2 separate regions of the Pan troglodytes genome follow, and region 2 is linked to region 1. A link is a contact called in public capture Hi-C data. All regions are on one chromosome and are shown on one strand. Each heading gives the region's core, a stretch centred on a gene start, on an enhancer-like site or on the middle of the called end of the contact. The rest is flanking DNA. Distances are from core to core; before and after follow the strand shown. Region 1 overlaps TMEM268 (transmembrane protein 268). Region 2 overlaps WHRN (whirlin).

Region 1 (5,001 bases), core at 1,748-4,247:
TCCTTACAACAACCTGCCAGGTACATGCTCTTATTCCCATCCTATAGATGAGGAATGAGACTTAATGAGAGGAAGAACATTGTTTTTAAGTGGAAGAACTTGGATTAGAATAAACAGAACTCTAGAATCCATGCAATGAGTTACCACCTTCACTCTCACTCGAAGACATCGCACTGCCTCCACCATGGCCACATCTATCACTAACACAGAGCCTTAAGACTTAGGAGCTGGCTGGGCATGGTAGTTCACACCTGTAATCCCAGCAGCATGGGAGGCCAAGGCAGGAGGATCACTTGAGGCCAGGAGTTCAAGACTAGGCTGGGTAACATAGCAAGACCTTATCTCTCTGAAAAAATTACATTTAAAAAAAATAAATAAAAATTAAATAAAATTTAAAAACTGATGAGCATTCCTGTGTGTAGTATGCGATCTTCACAGCAACCCCGTAAAGTAGGTGAGACAGAGATCATAGGGATTTTATAAATGAGGAAACTGAGGCACAGATGCCGAGAAATGTACATTGTGGGCATACCCTGAAAGCCCCACCCACCAGGTGAGACCATCAAAAATTCTAAAGAAAGGAAAAGTCAGGAAAAGAAACACACATCAAAGGCTCTCAAGCAGACCTTACAATTGAAAAACTGCTGCTTTGTCATTTAACAAACACATTTTTATTCTCTGTTAATTACTTACCGGGGTTCTAGGACTGACTGAGAAATACGGGCTTCTTTCTATTGGTCACATTCACAGCCAACATTTCCTCTGTGCCAGGTCAGAAAGACAGTGGTCACCTTCGTGAATAATTTCCTTGAGCAAAGCTGCTCTCAGCCTTGACCAAAGCAGCCTTTCCAGGGGCTGGTCTATACCCATGATCTCTCTTCTCTGGCACACAGAAAGTGAATGGTCAGACTCATCTCTTGAATGGCAAGCCACGTGTTTATTACATTTCTTGTTCACCAGACCCACTTTATTAAAAAGCGAAATGACAATCAGAAAGGTTAAGTGACTTAGCCAAGGTCACACAACTTGGAAGCAGCAGATCAGGAAGAAAAATCCAGGTCTGCTAGGTATGCCAGTCTTCTGTCCAAGGGTGTCCTAGGACCAGGTCATCTCAGCCATGTGGGGTTGCCAGATGTTTCTGCATGTGGATAAAGATAGATAGGCCAAGGGCTACGAGGGGGCAGAATAAGCTAGAAATTCCCAGAACTTTGGTCCTAGAAGGGCCCTTAAGAATCATCCAGGCCGGTTGTGGTGCCTCACGTCTGTAATCCCAGCACTTTGGGAGCCTGAGGCGGGTGGATCACCTGAGGTCAGGAGTTCAAGACCAGCTTGGCCAACATGGCGAAACCCCATCTCTACTAAAAACACAAAAAATTATCCAGGAGTAGTGGTGCACACCTGTAGTCCCAGCTACTTGGGAGGCTGAGGCATGAGAATCACTTGAACCTAGGCGGCGGGGGTTGCAGTGAGCCAAGATCGCGCCACTGCACTCCAGCCTGGGTGACAGTGCAAGACTCCATCTCAATTAAAAAAAAAAAAAAAAATCATCCAATCCACCCATTATATTGATGGGCAAACTGAGGACCAGGCAAAGAAAGCAACTTGCCAAAAATTACACAGCTTGAAGTGGCAGATCAGGTCCAGAACCCAGGTCCATAGCAATGTCATCATTCAAGTGAGTTTGGAAAGCAATTTGCAAAAGCTGCTGTGGGGATGGCAAAGCAATCAATCCACAGGATTTTTTTTTTTTCCTTAGCAGGTCCAGGTCATGCACAAAAAGTACAAGGTGTAGTCTCTGTCCTTAAGGAGTTTACAGTCTAGCTAGAAAAACTGGCATATACACAGGAAAACAGAATCAATACCATAAAACATCAGAACAAGCAGCAGCTGTATCAAGAATTTAAAGGAGGCAGAGAGCAGCAGGGTTGGCTGTGTGGGAAGGCTTCCTAAAGAAGGGCTTCAGAAAGCTGGACTTTGAAGCATGAATAGGAGTCCAACAAATGGAAAGGAATAGGTAAGTCAGTCCAGGAAAGAGCGTGAACTCATAAAGGGGTTTTGTGGGAGATGAAGCCAAAATCGCAGACAAAGGCTAGGTCTTGGGGGCTGGGGATCCTTTAGATGCGTTTGGTCTTGGGTCTATGAAACAATAGGTCTTCAAACTTGTTCAGGAGCAGATCACTTGGAAGCCTCTGAGCTCTTCAAAGAATTCCACAAGTGGCTGATCACGCTTCATTCCAGGACAATGTTCATGTCGGGAAACATAACCGTTGTTCTACATCTGTAATATAAAACCACAACCACAAGCGTGCATGCCTGTGAACAAAATAAGTCCTCAAGTCAAACAGGATCAATCTTTCTCAAATATTCCTATCAACAGTTATCTGCCCTTGATCTCTTTCTTCTGTCTCTGTCTTCTGCAGCCTGTGTACTGGTAGACAACACATACACATACCACTGCTTTTCACAAAATATGGGGGAGAAAAACTTAAAAATTGAGAGAATTCTGAAAACTTACTTTTTTTCTTTATATTGGAAAAAGGCAGTCTGATAATTTTAGGGGTTCAAGGCAATGCCACATAGAGCAGTATCCTCTCTGAGCCTCAGTTTCCCCATCTGGCATGAAGGGGTTGGAGATGGAAACATCATCTGAGGCCAAGTTTTGGACACATAATTTGCCCAGTCTGGTCATCTTCATGTCTCCTGGGTTCTCTGAACAATGAAAGCAATGGGGGTCCAGTCTTTCCATACGTGTCCACAGTTCTAAGCAGCAGAGAGAGTAGCTTTGGTGGGACTAGCTCTGTAACCATCAGCTTCTGCAAAGGCCAGGGGGTCAGCATGAGATGTCAAACAAGGATTTTTGTGCTGGGCCCTGAAGTGAGCACAACACCCCAGTGGCTGACATCACAGGCCCCTTTTGGAGTGCCCCCAGATGCTTCTCTCCTCACCTGGGGCTCCCCATTGGCCATCTTGGGCTCCTGAAGCCTTCCTGACTGCTCAGTCTTGAAGGAAGATGAGTACCTTCATCCCTAGGTCACCTCGCCAGGAACGGGCAGCACCCTGTGCCTAGGATGTAGGCTTCTATGAGCTGGCAGGGGCATGGAATTCTCGGAGAGTTCGTGTGTCGTGTCCCCATTGCCTGAGGGAGCTGGGAGGTCACTAGAAGCCGGATGTAGTAACCGCCAAACACTGCCAGCAGCTGGCGGGCCATTTCCTAGAAGAGGCAGGGAAGCAGATTGAATACCACAGGGGAGCCCCTTGAGGAAAAAGGGCTTAGGCACCAGGGGAAGGCCATGCTGCTTTCTTGCCCCTGGACCCAGCAGTGATGCTCACTAGGAAGAACCAGGCCAGGTCAGCACCTGGGACTCTCAGAAGATGCCAGCCTGGTCCAGAAGCCCAGTTCTGCAACTCATGGCCTGTGGGGCTCCTGCAGCCTCAGTGTCCTCGTTGCCAAGGTGGGTAACTAACTGCTGAATGGCAATAATAATACGCACAAAAAAAATATGCAACCTCGAAGCCCTAGAGAAATTACCTAATTTCTAATTATCTAATTTTTTAAGCCTAGCTGGCCAGTCATGGTTGTTCAAACCTGTAATCCCAGCACTTTGGTAGGCCGAGGTAGGAAGATCACTTGAGGTCAGGAGTTTGAGACCAGCCTGGGCAACAGAGCGAGACTCTGTCTCTACAAAAATAAAATTAAAATTAAAAATATATTTTAAAAATATAAAAAGAAAGTAAACCTAGCCAGCCACAAATACATTTTTTCCACTTTCAAATGTCTATGAGTCTGTAAAGTACATGAGATCAAAGTGACTCACTTGAAGAAAATTACTAGTTAAATGTGGAGGCGGGGAGAGGAATATTCCCATTATAGCAGAATTATTTAATTCATACAAGGTACCTGGTAGATTTCTTTACACAAGTACTCCTAACATATTAAAAGAAACTGCTTACATTGAAATATGATCACTGACAGTAAAAAAAAGAAAGAAAAACATAAAAAAGGGAAAAAAAGAGATTGCTTATAAAAATTAGGTTTATCACAAAAGGACATGTACTGTATGATTCCACTAATACGAGGCACCTAGAGTAATCAGTTCACAGGGAGAGAAAGTAAAATGGTGGTTTCTAGGGGTTGAGGGTGGGGAGGAAGGAGGGAAGGGGAAGTTAGTGTTTAATGAGCACAGAGCTTCAATTTGGGAAGAGGAAAACATTCTGCAGATGGCTGATGGTGATGGTTGCATAACGATGTGAATGTACCTCATGCTGCTGAACTATATACTTAAAATGGTTAAGATGGTACATTTTATATTATGTATATTTGCCACAATAAAAAAATTTTAAGTAAAAAAGGATTAAAAAATTGAATGTAATGTACTTTTTTTTCTTTTTTAAAGACACAGTACAGCCGGGTACAGTGGCTCATGCCTGTAATCCCAGCACTTTGAGAGGCCAAGGCAGGAGAGATTACTTGAGGTCAGGAGTTCAAGACCAGCCTGTCAACATGGTGAAACCCCGTCTCTACTGAAAACACAAAAAAAATTTAGCCAGGCGTGGTGGCACATGCCTGTAATCCCAGCTACTTGGGAGGTTGAGGCAGGAGAATCACTTGAACCCGGAGGCAGAGGTTGCAGTGAGCCAAGATGGCACCATTGCACTCCAGCCTGGGCAAAAAGAACAAAACTCCGTTTCAAAAAAAAAAAAAAAAAGACATGGGATCTTACTATGTTGCTCAGGCTGGTCTTGAACTCCTGGGCTCCTGCCTTGGCCTCCCTACAGTGTTGGGATTACAGGCGTGAGCCACGGCGCTAGGCCTTAATGCACATTCTTATTAACACAGTTGGTCTGTAAAGATCCATTCACTGGTCTAGAAGATGGGATCTCAGGGGAAATGCTTAACTTCCTTAAGCATGGGGTTGAAGCTCTTTCGCAATACTTGTGTCCACTCTGAATGTAATGAAATGAAGTGTGGGTTACACTAGGTATGTCTGTAGAGTTAGTAAT
Region 2 (5,001 bases), core at 799-3,298, 230 kb after region 1:
GAGTGTCAGGAGTGAGGGGTAGAGGGGCGAGGGTCAGGAGCGGGAGGTGTTTGTGTTTAACCCTAAAACCATGGGATACTCTGGAGAATCTTGAGTAGGGATGTGATGTGATCCTGTTTGTGTGTTTTTTTTTTTTAAGAGATAGGGTCTCTGTTGGGGTAGCTCACTACAGCCTTGAACTCCTGGGCTTAAGTGGTCCTCCCACCTCAGCCTCCTGAGTAGCTGGGGCCACAGGCGCACATGCTGCCATGCACAGCTAATTTTTACATTTTTTTGTAGTGATGGGGGTCTCATTATGTTGCCCAAGCTGGTCTCAAACTTCTGGCCTCAAGGGATCCTCCCGCCTTGGCCTCTCAAAGTGCTAGGATTACAGGTGTGAGCCACAGCACCCAGCCCTCTGTTTACATTTTTTTAAGCTGCCTCTTCTGTGTGGAGAGAGCCCAGAGGTGCAAGGTGGATGCGGGTGACCAGGAGAGGCTGTTGCTCCTGTCCAGATGACCTCCTATCCCCCACCCCAGGAAGCTGCTGAGTGCCCAGAGAGGGCATATCGAGGATGATAGGTGTCTTCTCCTTAAGTAGAAGAGCCCACTCCATCCCAGGGAGGCCTCAGCATGTGCCCCCTGCACCTTCCAGAATCATCAGTTTGCCCAGAGGCATTAAAGCCTCTCAGGCCGGCCACAGCTTTACCTGGAGCCTGAATAGGACCATTCCTCTCAGCCAGTGCTTTGCTGTCTCTGTAGCGGTTTATGGAACACCTGCCTTCCCCTGTGACAACTTGGGATTGCTGGAAGCTCTTTCCACCAAACAGAGCCAAGCCCATGGAGGTCAGAGCCTGTTTGAACATGGGCTGGCCCCAGCTGCCCTCTGAGTGAGGACTTCCCAAGCTATCAAAGGGGAACTTGGACAAAGCACTGACTTAGGACTGGGGGTCTTCCTCATTTCTGTGCCATAGACCCCTCTGGCAGGCTGGTGAAGTGCTGGGATCCCTTCTTAGAATAAAGCTTTAAATGTTTAAAATAAAACACAATACATAGGATGACAAATTACATCAGGAAATACCTGATATAATTTTCAGAATATGAAAACACAACGTAAAACATGCTACTTTAGGACAGCAATAACAGGGTTGAGCAGTGAGTCAGTAACTGCTGTAACTGTGAAGCCAAGAAGTGCATAAATGGGATTTTGTGACATCTGCAGCAGCTGGAATGTGACGTGAAAGATCAGTGCTCTCTGTGGGTGACCATGACCAGTTCCTCTGAGGCTTTGTTGCTTCTGTTAGCAATGAAAGGAAACGTGGCCTTTCAGTTAGAGGTTAATGGAAATGAAGATGTAACAGTTCCCCCAGCCAAGTTCTCGGGTGCCTGCATTCCCTCCCAGGAGCGCTGGTTTCCAGCCTTATCCTGAGGGCTCTGCTTGCCTTAACCTTCTAGAGATTCTGGGTCACTCTCTCTTTCCACTGACGTCCTTTTCTTAAGACCACAGGGAGGGAGGCGTGGAGCAGGTTTCAGCTTAGCAGGAGGAAGCCTGGTCTGTTCAGCAGGGCACAGGCCTGGTTACAAGGAGGCAGTGACTTCTGCCCCATCTCAGGAAGGCTTCATGCAGAAGCTTCCCAGAGAGCTCCCTAATGTTGTGATTTGGCGGTCAAATATGATAGCCAGAATAGACAGGCTGGTAGAAAAGCACAGTGCTGGCCCAGTGTTGAGGTTGTTCTTGTGATCTCAGCCACACCAGCCAGTGCGGGGCCCAGTTAGCTGCTTTCAGGATTATTTCTCTCCCATTCTGCACCTCTGACCTTTCCCTTTGGCCCACAGACTTACACCCCTACCCTGTGCTTGGAGAGATTGCGGGTCCAATGATTCCCCGTCGCCACCTGCATGACTGACACTTCCAGGGTCTTGTCCCACAAATCTCTGGCTCCCTGGCCCCTGACCCTTCACTCTGGGGAGCCCCGCTGCCCCCCAGGAATGCCAGGACTTCCTGGCTCTCCCTGGCTCACATCCCTGTCCCTCCATCTCCCTACCCCCGTAGCCTTTCCTGGGATTACAAGCTCCTCTTCCCAGCCCAGCTCTGGCCGTGCCACCGGCCTTGCCCTGCTTTTTTCTTTGCTTCTTCAGTTTCTCTACATTGCTCTCCGCCTGTGCCTTTTCTGCTGAATCTTCTGTTCTCTCTCTTTTCTGTTATTCTCCCTCTAATCTCTTTCTCCCTCTGCCTTTATCTCCCTTCCTGTCAGCAGCCCCTTCAGGCAAAATCTAGGCCCCCACTGGCGAATATCCAGAGGCCTTTGTGACTCAGTGCCTCAGTTTCCCCACATACAGAATGAAGAAAGAACCACTCAGCCTTAGGCCTCTGGTGCATTTTGGGATGGGAGTTGGGGGACCCTGTTGGCTTGACAGAAGTACAGAAGCCCGACGAACAAAGAGCTGGAAATAGCACCTTTATGTAACAGCCCTCCCATTGTAATGAGGGGAAGGAGGCCTAGAAACCCGGAATTGGGCTGAGGGGAGGAGAAGGGCTAGGAGGGAGAAGCTGCATTTTGCTGAGGTGGCCCCGCGGTGCCCAGGCAGCCTCAGGCTTTGACATCATGCAGGGGAGCCTTACCTGCCCCTGAGTCCACCCCGCAAAGGTTGCCCCTCTTCATTTCATCCCCTTACAGTTCCCCAAGACCACACTTCTGTGATACCTGGGCCCTGATTGGGCCAACTCAGGAAATAAGGGGTTCTTTTCTCTGAAAAAAAGGGAATTTGCTGAACTGCCACAGGTTTGAGGAAGGAGGTGGAAGAACAATGGCAGCAGGTCATCTTGGCTCTTATGGGAAGCAGGTTTTTGTCGGGGATATGGAGTCGGGCCTTGAATAGAGTTCAGCTTTCTGCCCTGTCCTTGCTGTGTGACCTTGGACAGATGACCTTCCCTCTCTGATCTTCAGTCACCTCAGCTGTAGAGTGGGTGAAGGGTCCCATCTGGCAGGATTAATGGAGCCGCCAGGTCTATGCCCTCACTGAGGCTCTGGCCTCAGTGGGTACAGGGGGAGGGGGCCCAGGTGGCTGTGATTGTGTGTGGGTGGTGGTGAAAGTGAACAGGCCCAGCTCCTGCATGAGCTCTGACCTTGAGCCTCCTCTGGAAGCCCGTTCCGCAGGCGTTTCTGCTGACGCATCCCCCGGGTTCTTAGCCGGCTGTCTGCAGCTATTTCAGATGCATAAGGAACATGGCTTGGGGACTTGGGACTCCTGAGCGTCTGGATTCAGCAGATGGAGTCTGGCAGGGCTGGGCTCAGAGGGCTGGGCTCCGACCCGTCTGCCATTTGCTCCACTTCAGGCCTCCCCGACAGGGCTGGATATTCATCCCTCGTCTACCCCTCACCCTCCCAACCCTCCACCTCCACCTGCCATGTCCCCAGGATGCAGTTAGTAGCAGGGAATGAGGCTGAGGACAGGGCCAGCTATGGCTGCCTTCTCTCTCATTTCCAAGAGGGTTGGTCATGGGGGCCTCAGGTTCCTATGACATCAAGGCCCTGTTCATTTCTGGGGTTGGGACAGTGTAGTATGGGCGTTGGGGTGACCCAGACCCGGGTTAGAAACCTCACCTTCTGTAGAACGGTCAGATGACCTTGGACAAGTCTCTTCCCTCTCTGAACTTCAGGTGTAATCGATGTGACAAGGGACAGTCCTAGTGCCTGCCTCACAGGGTCATTGGGAGGATCAAATGAGATAATATAAGTAAAACACCCAGCACGGGGCCTGGCACACAGTAGGTCCTTTGTAGTTCTCTAATACCCTTTCTGGGAAAAAGTCACACCCTCCCTGAGCTTCCCTGGAAAGTCATGGCTGCCTGATAAGAGCTTCCTGCACAGCTGAATGTGCAAAGCCCCTGATGCGCCAGAGCAGGGCAGGATCCCACGGCATTGGTCCTACCATGTACTGTCATCTGAGTCCAACCCCAGCTTCCCCCAGGATCAGCTGCAGGTCGAATTCCTGGGGTAGGGGGCAGTGGCTCCACCTGAATGTGGCAGAGGCTCCCCTTGTCTTTGCTGTAGATACCTCTGAGGCTCTGACCCGTCTCTGTGCCTCCTGCTGACACCAGGACTATGAATGTTGAGCCTGAGGAAGTGAATGCATGTCAATCACTGCCTCACTGTTCACCTTAACGCGCCTGGCTGGACTACTTCCAGGGAGCATTGGACTCATTATGGTCTTGGAGGAGGGAGGTGGTGTGAGAGGGCTGCCATTCCTTTCCATCCTAGTTGTCATATGGGCCAGGACACGTCTCGCGGTTCATTCTCTTGCTGGGGCAGATTGCAAGGCCTCCCAGTCTCCCAATGCACGTAACAGTCACCTTCCTCGTACATTGTGCCAGGCCCTATTCTGAGTGCTTTGTAAGTGTTAACATGTCCACTGCCTAAGGCAGGTATTGCTGTTAACCTATTTTACAGAGGAAGGATTTACCTACCATCACTCAGCTGCAAGCGGCAGAACTGGGTGTGAGCTCAAAGAAGCCTCAGAGTTGGCAGAGCCAGAACCAGTGTCACTAATCAGTGAGTGAGAGAGCAGCCCAATCACCCTCCCCCTTTTGAAAAAATCCCCCCAACCACCACATACCGCGCTTGCATCACAGGGACTGTCAGCAGCAGATTCCTGTGAGGCAGTTGTGCAGTTAACAGGTCAGGACCAAGGTTTGCATGTAAACCTCAACTTTGTGGGGAAATGGGGGCAGTTGCCCCTGCCTGACTATGCCCCTGAAGCATCATGGGACCAGATGAGGAGCTCTGGGTTTGCAGGGCTCTGACCCGGAATGCCCGAGCCAGCATCTTGTGGGTCGAGATGGGGATATGTGTGGCATGACTGGCCTCTCGCTGTCTTAGGGGTATGGCGTCAGGAGTGCCTTCTGTCCCCACCTGCTGCCTTCACACTCAGACATTCATTACTGCTCACTGCAGTGACCTGCAGCACCACCCCCCTCAACTCCCTGCCTGCTCTGGCCTCCTCCAATGATGGCTAGAGTGAT

The links. Capture Hi-C pulls out chosen DNA fragments and counts their contacts.
Region 2: a contact with region 1 is called in a capture Hi-C map of stem cell-derived neural stem cells, with 3 times the contacts expected there. The contact joins two enhancer-like sites. A contact is called at or near these places in 2 of 7 Hi-C or Micro-C datasets (induced pluripotent stem cells and stem cell-derived neural progenitor cells) and 1 of 1 other capture datasets (stem cell-derived neural stem cells).

The regions. Positions count from the first base shown.
Region 1 is chr11:23,807,869-23,812,869 of NHGRI_mPanTro3-v2.0_pri, forward strand. It overlaps TMEM268 (transmembrane protein 268), which reads right to left. Exons shown (of 11, transcript XR_010148587.1): 9 at 2,946-3,211; 10 at 2,516-2,813; 11 at 649-2,278. Among named protein-coding and RNA genes, the nearest start is that of TEX53, 14 kb to the left of the region's middle. Within about 2 kb of position 2,998, at least 3 of the 24 cell types and tissues checked have an H3K27ac peak or open chromatin away from gene starts, as enhancers often do. A contact at or near this core is called in stem cell-derived neural stem cells, where this site is marked.
Region 2 is chr11:24,038,858-24,043,858 of NHGRI_mPanTro3-v2.0_pri, forward strand. The region is part of intron 7 of WHRN (whirlin); the gene reads left to right. Among named protein-coding and RNA genes, the nearest start is that of AKNA, 14 kb to the right of the region's middle. Within about 2 kb of position 2,049, at least 3 of the 24 cell types and tissues checked have an H3K27ac peak or open chromatin away from gene starts, as enhancers often do. A contact at or near this core is called in stem cell-derived neural stem cells, where this site is marked.